2 separate regions of the Sus scrofa genome follow, and region 1 is linked to region 2. A link is a contact called in public promoter capture Hi-C data. All regions are on one chromosome and are shown on one strand. Each heading gives the region's core, a stretch centred on a gene start, on an enhancer-like site or on the middle of the called end of the contact. The rest is flanking DNA. Distances are from core to core; before and after follow the strand shown. Region 1 holds the start of ELK4 (ETS domain-containing protein Elk-4). Region 2 holds the start of NUAK2 (NUAK family SNF1-like kinase 2).

What was found. Promoter capture Hi-C pulls out the DNA fragments that hold promoters and counts their contacts.
Region 1: a contact with region 2 is called in a promoter capture Hi-C map of liver, with 4 times the contacts expected there. The contact joins the promoter of ELK4 here to the promoter of NUAK2 in region 2. A contact is called at or near these places in 1 of 5 promoter capture datasets (liver) and 1 of 47 Hi-C or Micro-C datasets (liver).

Annotation. Positions count from the first base shown.
Region 1 is chr9:66,314,490-66,320,480 of Sscrofa11.1, forward strand. It overlaps ELK4 (ETS domain-containing protein Elk-4), which reads right to left and starts at 1,750. Exons shown (of 5, transcript XM_003357396.4): 1 at 1,379-1,750. It overlaps LOC106504941 (a long non-coding RNA gene), which reads left to right and starts at 852. Exons shown (of 4, transcript XR_001298900.2): 1 at 852-958.
Region 2 is chr9:65,999,487-66,005,232 of Sscrofa11.1, forward strand. It overlaps NUAK2 (NUAK family SNF1-like kinase 2), which reads right to left and starts at 2,179. Exons shown (of 8, transcript XM_003357391.4): 1 at 1,879-2,179. The coding sequence starts at 2,124.

The DNA of each region.
Region 1 (5,991 bases), core at 500-2,999, 310 kb after region 2:
TAACATAACGCTTCAAAGATAGGAGATTAATCCCTGTGCTAAAATGAAAGGACCATGCTGAGGAATTCACTAGGGAAAGGAAGTCTCTATTAAATGAAACCTTTTCCACCCTAAACATGTTTACAATACACATAGCCTAGTTGCTGTGGTGACCCCACAGCCCAACTATTTTTCAGAAACAGTAGCTAAGACCCAAAAAATACATGTCTCCAAATTCAGAAGGTTGCTTCAATAAAACAACCAATTATGACATGTATCAAGACTAATTTTGAGGTAAAACCATCGTCGTTGTCAAAAAGTACCTTGTGTATCCTACACTAACAGAATATTAAAAGTGTACTGTTACCATTAAACTTAAAAACAGTAGTTCCCTAAATGGATTCCACTTAACGCAGTTTTAATGTTGAAATAAAAGTCAAGAGAGAGTTCCTGAGAAGGGAAGATAGAACCACAATACGTTGTAACTAAAACACTACCGACACTCTTAAATAGTGCAGCACCAAGTTTTCCACGCAGTGGGGCGGTAAGTGGGAGATGGCAAAGGGGGAGGGAGGACCTGATCCACCAACCAAAGAGATGCGCGAACCGTTCTGATTCGGAATAAAACTCCAGGGTCTTTACTTAAATGCCCCGAACTTCAAACAGTGATAGCCTGGGAAAAAGCCAACTCTATCTTTCGACTACTTCAATCAAGACTGCCCCTTCTTTCCCGCCAAGGCCAGTTAATATTCAGCTCTTAAAAGACAGTTCCGAAGAATGAAGAAGCCACCAGCCTTGCGGCAGCTGTATATTAATCGGAAAGTAAAGGGGGAGGAGGTTTGCTGGAGAGAAGCAGTTAAAGAAATGAAACTTGACACCGGATGAACAGCGAGCTTGGGGAGAGGAAGAGACGCGGATGACCGTGTGCCCCCGAGGAGATCAAAGTCCCGGGGAAGAGCCGCAACCTCACCGTGCCTGGGTAAGCACTGAATTACCGTACTTTCACTTTCCAACTTCCTGTCACTACAGAAAGTCAGAATCGCTCCCCTGTTGCCCTCCCCCCGCCCCAAGGAAAAAAAACAAAAAAACAAAAAAAGCAACCCACTGCCACCTTTTTAACCAGAGGACCTCGCGGGACCAAATAAGGGGCGAAGAGAACGGGGCGCTGCCGCGTCCACCTGCGCGCCTCTGGGCTGGGGCCACTGGAGCGGGCAGGGCGGGCTGGGGGCGGGTCCCCAGGGGAGCGCGCGCCTCAACCCCGCTCCCGCCCCCGCCCGCTCGCTTCCTGTTGTGTCGCGAGCCCCTCGCCCCCGCCCGCGCTCTCTGCGGTTGGAGGCAGCGGCCGCGAGACCCAGACGGGGGCTCGGGGTAAATGAGGCGCGCGAGGCTGGCCGCTCACCGAGGCCGCGCGCGTGGCTCCCTCCGAGTCTCCGCCTCGAACACGATGCTCTTCTCCGCCCGCCGCCTCCTCCTCACGCTGGGAACTCGAAGACGGCGCAGCAGCCGCTGCGACTCTCGCGGCAGAGCCGGAGAAGGCGGCGGCGGCCGAGCAGAGCCCGCCGGGTGTCCGCAGCCTCCCGCATCTCCTGTAGCCGCCGCCGCACCCGCCGCGGCGTCTCGCGCCCCGCCCTCCCCGCCCCCGCACGCGGCGGCGGCGTGGGTCGTCGAGGCCGCTACTCGCCGGGCGCGCGCTTGGGGCGTTCTCGCCGCTGCCGGGCTTGCCTGTAGCTCCGCGGCCGCCGCCACTCTCAAACCCCCCCGAGTAGCGTCTGGGCCCCTCCCGGACGCCGGAGCCGCCGCGCGTCACTTCCGGGGGCGGGAAGGGAGGGGCGGGCTGCAGAGGGGCGCTGCCAGCCGCCCCCGCCCCCTTTCCGGGTTTGGGGGGCCGGGGTGCGGGGATAGGCATTGCGAGGGCGCCGCCTGGGGTTCCCTGCTTTGCACTGTCCGCCGGTCTTCTAAACAGTTGCTAAGTATTTGCCGAGGCGCGCGACCCGAACTTTCGCTGGGAAAGCTCGTTCTGGCGTTGGAGTCAAGAGACATTCAGTCGTAGCTCCACTTCTCACTAACTTGGCAATCTTAAGCAACTTTCTTTAACTCCAAACGGTTTCATCATATGTAAAATGGAGAGAACCCAATCTCTTAGGGTTTAATGATTAAAAGAGATAAAGTACATAGGTGACTTCTCAGAGTGTCCAGCGCATAGGTTCTCATTAAGTACAATTCTTAAGAAACCAGGTCACACTTGATAAGAGAAACTCCTTGAAGAATTTATCAACAGAAGGTGGAGACAGCTAAACAAAACCTCCAAGAAATGGATTACATATCCCATTTAACAGGAAATCAAGGACAGACCAAAGTCTTAGACTCTGTTTTTCCTGGTCATGTACTAGCTGTGTGTCCTGCAGTGAATTGCTTAACCTCTCTGAACCTCAGTCCCCTTATGTAAAACGGAAATAACGTGCGGCATTGCTGAGAAAATGTGATTTTATTTTACCTGGCACATAGTGGACACCCAATAAATAGTGACGTCATTTATTTTGCCTCCTCCTCATTCCCACAATTGAATTCGTGGTGAAATTAGTTGACCTCACTGAGTGAAATGGGATCCTATCATCCCTTTGAAGGCTTTTGGAAAAGAGTCATCACTTCCTTTCATTTCCAACCTCCTCCACCATAATACAGAGTAATTGTGATACACAGTTATTCGTGGAAAAGCAACGGCCCTCTGAAGATGTTAACCCTTCTAAAATAATTTTACCCAAGGATCGTAAACTTATTTTCATTAAGATGTGTTTTAAAAGGAACACGAAATATCTGAAAAGCACTAGCAGTTTTGGCCCCTGCTACAAGTTTTTTCCTTGCAACAACTTCCATTTTAGAAACCAAAAGGAAATAATATGATTTGGGGGGGGGGGGAGCACGCCTTTGGCTTACAGAAGTTCCTGGGCCAGGGATCAAACCTGAGCCACAGCAGTGGCCGGAGCTGCAGCAGTGACAACACCAGATCCTTAACCCACTGAACCACCAGGGAACTCCAGAAATAAGAATTTTTAAGGTAGACTTTTTAAGATGCACCCAATAGAAACATTTGTTTATAGGAAGATTTTATTTTAAAGCCAGTTAAAGATTTTGGAACAGCTAAGCATTCAGAGCTTCTCTGCAGACTACCCTGCTGTGCCCAAACTAGCAGTAAACATCTGATTTAGCCTCAGGGTCTGTAGTTGTATCATAACCCTGTAGACTGGGCTGACAGTATTGTCAATTCTGAGGTGTTTTTGGAAAAGGGCCTACTTTGGGAGTTCCTAAATTAGTCATAGCAAGTCTGTGTGCTTTCAAATTGATTGGGTTTTCTGTTTTGTCTTGTTTGTTTTTTAAACACACTGTATGTTGACAGCAGAGAAACTAGAAGAAAAGTGGATTTCAGAGGAGTGCATTGAAATTAAAAAGTCCATTAATGTGCCTGGTTTTCCCACTCAGGATTCTGTAAATATAGAATCTCTCTCCATGGTTCCTCACACAACAGATGGTTCTGTTTTTGCAAACTCCATGGCATGTATGTTGGTCAACCAAAAAGACTGTGCTTTTTTGCTATCTTGTTTGGTCATTTTCCCAGCAAATAGATGAATTCCCATTCTTAGCCTTCGCTACCCAGGGCTATCTCACATAAAATTTGTACAGGGTTTTTTTTTTTTTTTTTTTTTTTTTTGGTCTTTTTGCCATTTCTTAGGCTGCTCCTGTGGCATATGGAGGTTCCCAGGCTAGGGGTTGAATCAGAGCTATAGCCGCCGGCCTATTCCAGAGCCACAGCAACTCGGGATCCAAGCTGCTTCTGCAACCTACACCACAGCTCACGGCAACGCCGGATCCTTTACCCACTGAGCAAGGCCAGGGACGGAACCCGCAACCTCGTGGTTCCTAGTCGGGTTCGTTAACCACTGAGCCACGACGGAAACTCCTAAAATTTGTAGATTTTATTGACTGTTTACACACATGTTTTCTGCCTGATCTGCCCTAGATTGTGTGTTTAACCTTTACAGTTGTCCCAGCCCAGCCACCCCAGTGCCCCTAATTTACTTACATTTCTTTTTTAAAAATGTTTTGCTATAGTTGATTTACAGTGTTCTGACATTTTCTGCTGTACAGCAAAGTGATCCAGCTATATATACATATATTCTTTTTCTCACATTATCCTCCATCACATTCCATCACAAGTGATTAGTTATATAGTTCCCTGTGTGGTTGCATTTCTTACCCCAATAAGAAGTTATGTTCATTTCCTCTTAAGGCAACTTCCCCTTCCCTCTCTTCTACTTCACTGCCTCATCTTTACCCCAAGTTAGTACAGTCATCTCTCTGTATCCAGGGGTTCCATGTTCACAGATTTAACTAATCGAGGATCAAAAATACTAGAAAAAAAATTCCAGAATTTTCCAAAGAGCCAAACTTGACTCTGCTGCATGCCAACTATTTACTAAGCATTTACATTGTATTAAGTATTATAAATAATCTAGACATGATTTAAAGTATACCAGTGGGGAGTTCCCATAGTGGCTCAGTGGAAACAAACCCGACTAGGAACCATAAGGTTGTGGGTTCACTCCCTGACCTCACTCAGTGGGTTAAGGATCCGGTGCTGCCGTGAGCTGTGGTGTAGGTCACAGATGTGGCTGGGATCTGGTGTTGCTGTGGCTGTGGTATAAGCCGGCAGCTATAGTTCTGATTCAACCCCTAGCCTGGGAACCTCCGTATGCCACAAGTACAGCCCTAAAAAGCAGTGAAAGAAAAGAAAAATAAAGTATACCAGAGCATATGTGTGTGTAAATATAACACCATTTTATACATGGGACTTGAGCATCCTCAGATTTTGGTATCCTGGTGCGGGGCAGGTGCTGGAAGCAACCCTCCACAGATACCAAGGGGTGACTGGATCCCTTTTTCCTAAAGACAGTTCATGGACTCTGATTCACGGAGCAAGCATGGAGCCATCCCATTGCCTGGTGTGTCTTTCAGGCAATGTCTTACAGCACATGAAATAGAGAGGAGATAACCTTTAAGTCAAAGGAAGCAGCATAACCCCAGGTGGGAACAGACGTGAGGCAAGTTGCACCACCACTGAGATGAAAGAAGAAAACCCAGGGAACTCTCAGTTCTAGCCTTTCAGTCTCTGAATACTCAAAGCTTGATCCTCCGGAGGAAATCCTCCTGCTGAAATCCTAGGGAAGTAATATCCTTATTTTTTGGGGGGCCTCACTTTGAACATTTTCAAAAATAAAGTCTGGAGTTCTCTTGTGATGCAGCAGGTTAAGGATTTGGCATTGTCGCTGCTGTGGTGAGGGTTTGATCCCTGGCCTAGAAACTTCCACATGCCGCAGGGGTGGCCAAAAAAAAAAGAATGAATGCGTATCGTTGGAGTTCCGCTGCGGCACAGGCACAGTGGGTTAAGGATCTGGTGTTATCTCTGCAAAGGCTTGGGTCCTTGCTGAGACGCGGGATAGATCCCCAGCCCAGCACAAAGGGTTAAGGATCAGGCATTTCGGAAGCTGTGGTGTAGGTCACAGCTGTCACTCAGATTTAGTCCCTGGCTCAGAAACGTCCATAAGCCGTGGGTGCAGCCAAAAAAAAGAAAAGAAAAGAAAAAAAAAGAGAAAGAAAGAAAGGAAAAGAAATAATGAATAAAAGAAAGCCATACCTCTCCCTTCTAGACTGTGGTATAGAAGAGTAAAAGAAAAAGATGGTGGATCAAACTCTGCTTCGAACTCTTGTTAAATGACCCCATAGGTACTGCCTTTGTCGGGATTGAAATCTTCGAGGAAAATTTATCTTTAAAAATAAAATGCATGTTAGCCATCTGTTGAGCTTGGGGGTGTTTGCTTAGCCTATCAAGGGCCTAAAATTCACCAAAGACCAGCAGCGAGATGATGGTTAGAAATGTCTTTTCACTAAGATGGTTTTTTTCCCCAATAATAAGACATCATCAGAGAATATTCAAGATCCAGAGAAAAATCCATGAAA
Region 2 (5,746 bases), core at 929-3,428:
AGGGAGCTTTAGGGCAGGTTCCCACTCCTACTGGTCTTGGCTCCCTGTGTACAAGTGGCCAGAGAGCACCTTCTGAATTCTCTCTGTTCTGATGTAATAAGAGCTGGAATCCCTGCCTACAGCCAATGAGGTTTGAAAACTGAAAGCTGGTTTCTCTCACTCCAGAATCAATGAGATCTCTCTTTTTCTCTCTCCCTCACTCTCTCTCTCTCTCTCACTCACACACACACACACACACACACATGCAGCGACCTAGGTCAAGAACTCAGTGGGATTTCTGAACTTCAGTCTCAGTTTCCAGGCCATCCCAGTTCCCCCAATCCAGTCTGTCCCCCAAAAGAGGCACAAGCCACAAGCAGTTATCCTCCAGCTGAGCCCCTGACAAAGCCTGAGCCCAGCAGTCTCAAGCCTGGAGCCTGACGAGGCCCTCACACTTTATAGAAAGGGAATGAAAAGGAAAGCCAGGAAGTACATGATTGCCCAATAGCTGTAACCTGGCAGCGGGCAACTGGGGACTGTGCCAGGCGTTAGCAGGAAAAACATACTCGGTCCTATTGATGGGGCCATAATCCAGTCTCCTTTCCCCAGAGTCCACTCTCCTTCGCCAATGAAATGACTTCTCGAATTTCAAACCAGCTACTGGCTGCAAAAGCAAACAATCTGGGGAGGTGACTGCTGCCATAGCTGATAAGGCAAACCATGGCCACACACACGGGCACACACACATCCAGGCACATCTCACACCCAGCATGCAACTGGATTTGGCAAAACAATCCCTAAACCACCTGCCCTAAAAGCCTTGTTATAATATAGATGATTTGGCCCCTTCCAGACCTTCTGAGTAAAATCCTCTGAGCGTGGAAGCAGGGAATTATTAAACAAGCACCCATGTGATTCCTGTGTACATAAACTCAAGTTTGGGAACCACTGTTAACTTGGTGAAACTTGCCATCCTTTCAGGGCTGGCCTTCTTTTCCAGATATAAATATCAGTTCTCAATCTCAGGAACAATTTAAATTCATATTTGTATCTCATTCGGTCCTCATAAGCATCCATGACTGAGACTATTTTATTTCATTTTTGCAGAAGGGGAAACAAGCGCATAGAGATAAAGTGAATTGCTCACAGAATATATACACCCCCTCCAAATTAATAAGACATATACCTGAAAAGGCCCCAGTCCCAAAGGTATCCTGAGGCGCACAGTGGACTTTGCACCAGAGCTTGGTTTCATATTCTCAGAATTAAAAACCCATCATAATGAAAGTTGGACTCAGTCTTAAAGCTGGAAAGGGCCTAAAGGTCAAATTCACTAGCACCCCCTGATGGGGTGGTGGTGTGTGGGGGGTAATCTCCATAGTGTGCTGGGCTGCGGAACTATCCACACTTAATTGAGGAATTAGTTACCTCATTCATGTACTCAACGACACACTTTTACTAACCTCCTTCTAAGATCAGGTGTTTTCTACTTCCTTTCCCATCCCAGTCTATTGGATAGATAGTCTGTTACCAGCAAAAATTCCACTTAAAACCCATTTTCGTTCTTTAGGAGCTTTCTCATCCCAAGACAGAACACTATTCCTCGTCCTCTATGCGCCCCGCCTCACTCATTTGGCAATCATCATATGCTGAGCTGTTGGGGTTCTCAGGTCCATGACCATTAGCACTGCAATATCAGAGAGAAGAACTACAGCGGACACCACCAGCAACCCATACACATACGCAACCTTGGTGCAGTAAAGACAATGCGGGCCCCTCCACGGAGCAAGGCACTAGCCTTCGTCCCACCCTCCATCACCCTCCGCTGGCGGCCAAGCCCCGAGACCCCAAGAGCCCCGGAGCCCGGCACGGCGCGCCGGGACAGGGAAGTGCACTTACCAGGCGCCCCGAGCTCTCCCGAGCCTTCTTCACTTTCCCGTAGGTACCCTTGCCCAGGGTCTCCAGGAACTCGTAGCGGTGTCTCAGGTTGTGCTTGTGGTGGTGCCGCTTCACCGCCTGCTTCTTCATCAGGGGTTTGGGCGATTTGAGGAGCCCGTCGGCCAAAGGCCGAACAAGCTCCGCTGCCAGGGCAGCGGTGGCCGAGGGACCCGGGCCGAGGCGCCGGGGGAAAGCCAAGGACTCCATGGCGAGCAGGTGAGCGAGGGCAGAGGGGGAATTGGCTGCACGGGGAGAGGTAGAGCTGGGGAACCCGTCTTACACCCCGGCCGGGAACCCACGGCCACACCAGCGCGCACGACCAGGCGCCGCATTCCAAGTTGTTATAAACGCCCCAAGCCGGAGGCTCTGGCCACGCCCCCCAGTGTCCATCCATTGGCCAGTTCCCTTCTGCGTGTAACCAGGGCCGCCCACACTGGCTTCCCTGGCTCCGGCCACGCCTCCTCCCCTCCGCGCCGCAGGGAAAGGTGTCAATGGAGCCCCGCCCACCTGGGCCCCTGAGGGGCAGGCAAAGGAACAGTGGACAACAGTGGCGGCTACTCGGAGGGGGGGAGGGGAGAGGCTACTGCTGTTGACGCTACTGGGGTCCGGAACCTTTGAGGGCCCCTGAAACTGCTCTTGCTTCTGAGAACCTCTTGGTCCTGGTTAGAGCCACCTGTTCCCCTTCTATTTGCTGTTCTCAGTTAGCAAGGGGCAATATGACAGTACTAGAAGTCTCCAACGTGTTTCTCCGTTCTGAGAGCTTTGCTTCTTTCTAGCAGAAATCTATACAGTCACTTAACCACTTGGATAAGGCCATAAGGAGGAAGGAGGGACGGAATGGGATGGAGACAGACTGCAGTCAAGAGGAAGGGCTGATGGAGAGCTGTTCCAGGGTTCTTGAGTTCACCTCTCCTCAGTTGGATCAACCTTAATTGTATCCCCAAAATGTGGTTCCAAAAAGTACTTCACCAAAGAAGGCTTCTAGGGCTGAGTAGAAGTACCAAATTCTCAAAATGTGGTAGAATTTATGAAATGTTGGAAGGAGGTAGAGAGAGCCAAAAGGAGATATTTATTCATTGCTATGTTTGTTTTTTTTTTTGTCTTTTCAGGGCCACGCACACAGCATATGGAATTTCCCAGGCTAGGGGTTGAATCTGAGCCACAGAGGCTGGCCTATACCACAGCCCTGTGGGATCTGAGCCTTGTCTTTGAGCTACACCACAGCTCACAGCAACACCGGATCCTCAACCCACTGAGCAAAGCCAGGGTTTGAACCTGCATCCTCATGGATACTAGTCAGGCTTGTTACTGCTGAGCCACGATGGGAACTCCGGGAAACATTTAAAAAATACAATACACTCCTCCTATACAACTTGTGTTGTTAAACCAGTAAATAGCTGCCCACCTAAGTTTTTCTTTCTGTGGTTTTGGAGCCAGGTAGATCATGAGGTGTGGCTTGGTTTTTAAGACCTGGGGCAGAATCCCCAGGTCCAGAATCCCCATTCTGAGTGTCATTTAGAGTGAAATGAGAATATCCGTAGGCTCCCCTTCTTCCTTTAAATGTGGAGAGTGTGGGGAGAAAGGAACATTTCTCCTTGAGGCTTCATGGTAGCCCACTCCTATGAAGGAGGTATTATTCTGTCAAGACCACACAACTGGTGAGAAACTGGCAGAGATGGGATTCACAAGCACCAGAAGGATGGTGCCTCCAGCTGTGTATTCAGGATGCCCTGAGGATCAAGAAGGACCAGATCCTCAGGGATTGAATTTTGTATTTAGCATCTGCCTACTTTCCTACTTCTACTGATCCTTTGATCCTTTCTATTGTGAGTTAGGGATGGAGAATGGGGCCCTTTGCCTCCTTTGTGGCAGAAGAGGACACTCTTATGCAGGAAACCAATCTCTTTCCCCAAATCTTGAAGGTCATAGGAGGTGGTAGCCGGTTTGGCACTCTTCTCTCCCCAGCCTCCCCTCTGGCTCTGGGTTACCCGTGAAAAGAGAATGAGGCCCAGGGGACAGTTCCCCTGATCACCTGTCTCCTTTCCCCAATTAGATCTACATCATTCCTAGGGTCCAGGTAGCTGGGGCCATCCAGATAGATTAGGGCTGTCAAGAGGAAGCATGGGTAATAAAGAGCAAGCACAGGGCTGAGTGTTGAGACACGAATTTTAGTCCTGATGGACACCAACCCCTTTGATGGCCTTTTACCAATCACTTAGTCATTCTACAAATACTGGTGCCCACTAGGTGCTGGCCTATGGATATGATGGGGATAGGATGGACGAGGTCTCTGCCCTCAGAGAGTGCTCAATCCAGTGAGAAATAAACAAGCAAATCCTAATAGAGGAAGATGTGTCCATAATGGGGGGAGAACAGAATGCTGTTGGGGGATATAAAGAAGGGAGCCTCCGGGCCAGACAGGAAGAGGTTGATCTGGGGCAGCTTCCTGCAGACAGGGCCTTTTATTTTTTATTTTATTTTATTTTTGTGCTTTTTAGGGCCACGCCCACAACCTATGGAATTTCCCAGGCTAGGGGTCGAATTGGATCTGTAGCTGCCGGCGACATCAGAGCCACAGCAATGTGGGATCCAGGCTGCGTCTGCGACCTACACCACAGCTCACAGCCACGCCGGATCCTTAACCCACTGAGCGAGGCCAGGGATCGAACCTGCATCCTCATGGACACTAGATGGATTCCTTTCCACTGAGCCACAATGGAAACTCCCAGACAGGGCCTTTTAGACTGATACCAGCAAAATGGGAGACAGTCGGCCTGATGAATCAACATTTTCTCATAAGATGAAAGGCTCGTACAGATGAGCATAAAATTCTGTGTCATGCTTAATGTAGACCCTTATGAAGTCTAGATTAATTAGGACTTAATCCAGCTTCTGGTTATCCCCAACACCTAGCCCACTGCTAGGCACACAAAAAAAGGCACTCAATAGATGCTTATGAACCAAAGGAATGCACGGGCAGTGGAATTCAAAGACTGAAGTGATTTCCTTCCATTCCCAGCTAAACAGATGATTGCAGGGAGGAGGGTGGTGGCTGGGGATGGGGAGGGGGCTAGGGAAAGATCTCCTGCACCTCTCAGACCTTCCCCACCCCTTCTTCAGCTTCCTTTGACCAGAATGTAAATCCCCGTTTAGGGGACAAGCCATGATAACCAAAGTCTTCAGAGAAAACAGATCTGCTCAGTTTCAGTCATGACGCAGCCTGGGGGCCCCCTGAGAAACTGCGAGACAGGGCTTTAGTGATAAATGGACCTGGCTGTTGTCTGTCCACAGCAGACAGGCAAGGGATGCAGACAAACAGACACAGAGCCGCCGGAAGAGCTTGCGACTCGGAAATGATCTTAACTGCTGAAGCTCAAATTCCTTAAAGGGAGACCTGGTCTACTGTGGAGTGAATGCCTCACAGGGAATCTGATTACGTCAGGGGATTTGGCTGCCGGCAGATATTGGGGAATTCCTGGGTCATGTGCTCGGATGTGCCCAGGAATCTGAGCTGAGCTGAGCCATCTCAATCCTGCCCACCTCACCATCCAGTGTTAGGGGGAAGCAGAGGTGGCTGGGGGTGCGGCGGCTGGGGTGGGGGTGGGTGTGGCTGCTGGTGGTGATCGCTGTGTGAAGGGCTCTGGGATTGACCATTTATTGATTAACCATTTGTTGAGCCTACTAGGTGCCTCACTGGGAAAACAATTAGGAACCCGCATCTGTTCCAGTCCTTACACACTTCACAACCTGTGTGTGTGTGTGTGTGTGTGTCTTTGTGGGTCCAGACCAGCAGAAGAGAAAGTTAATGTGACTCAGAGTAAGGACTGCT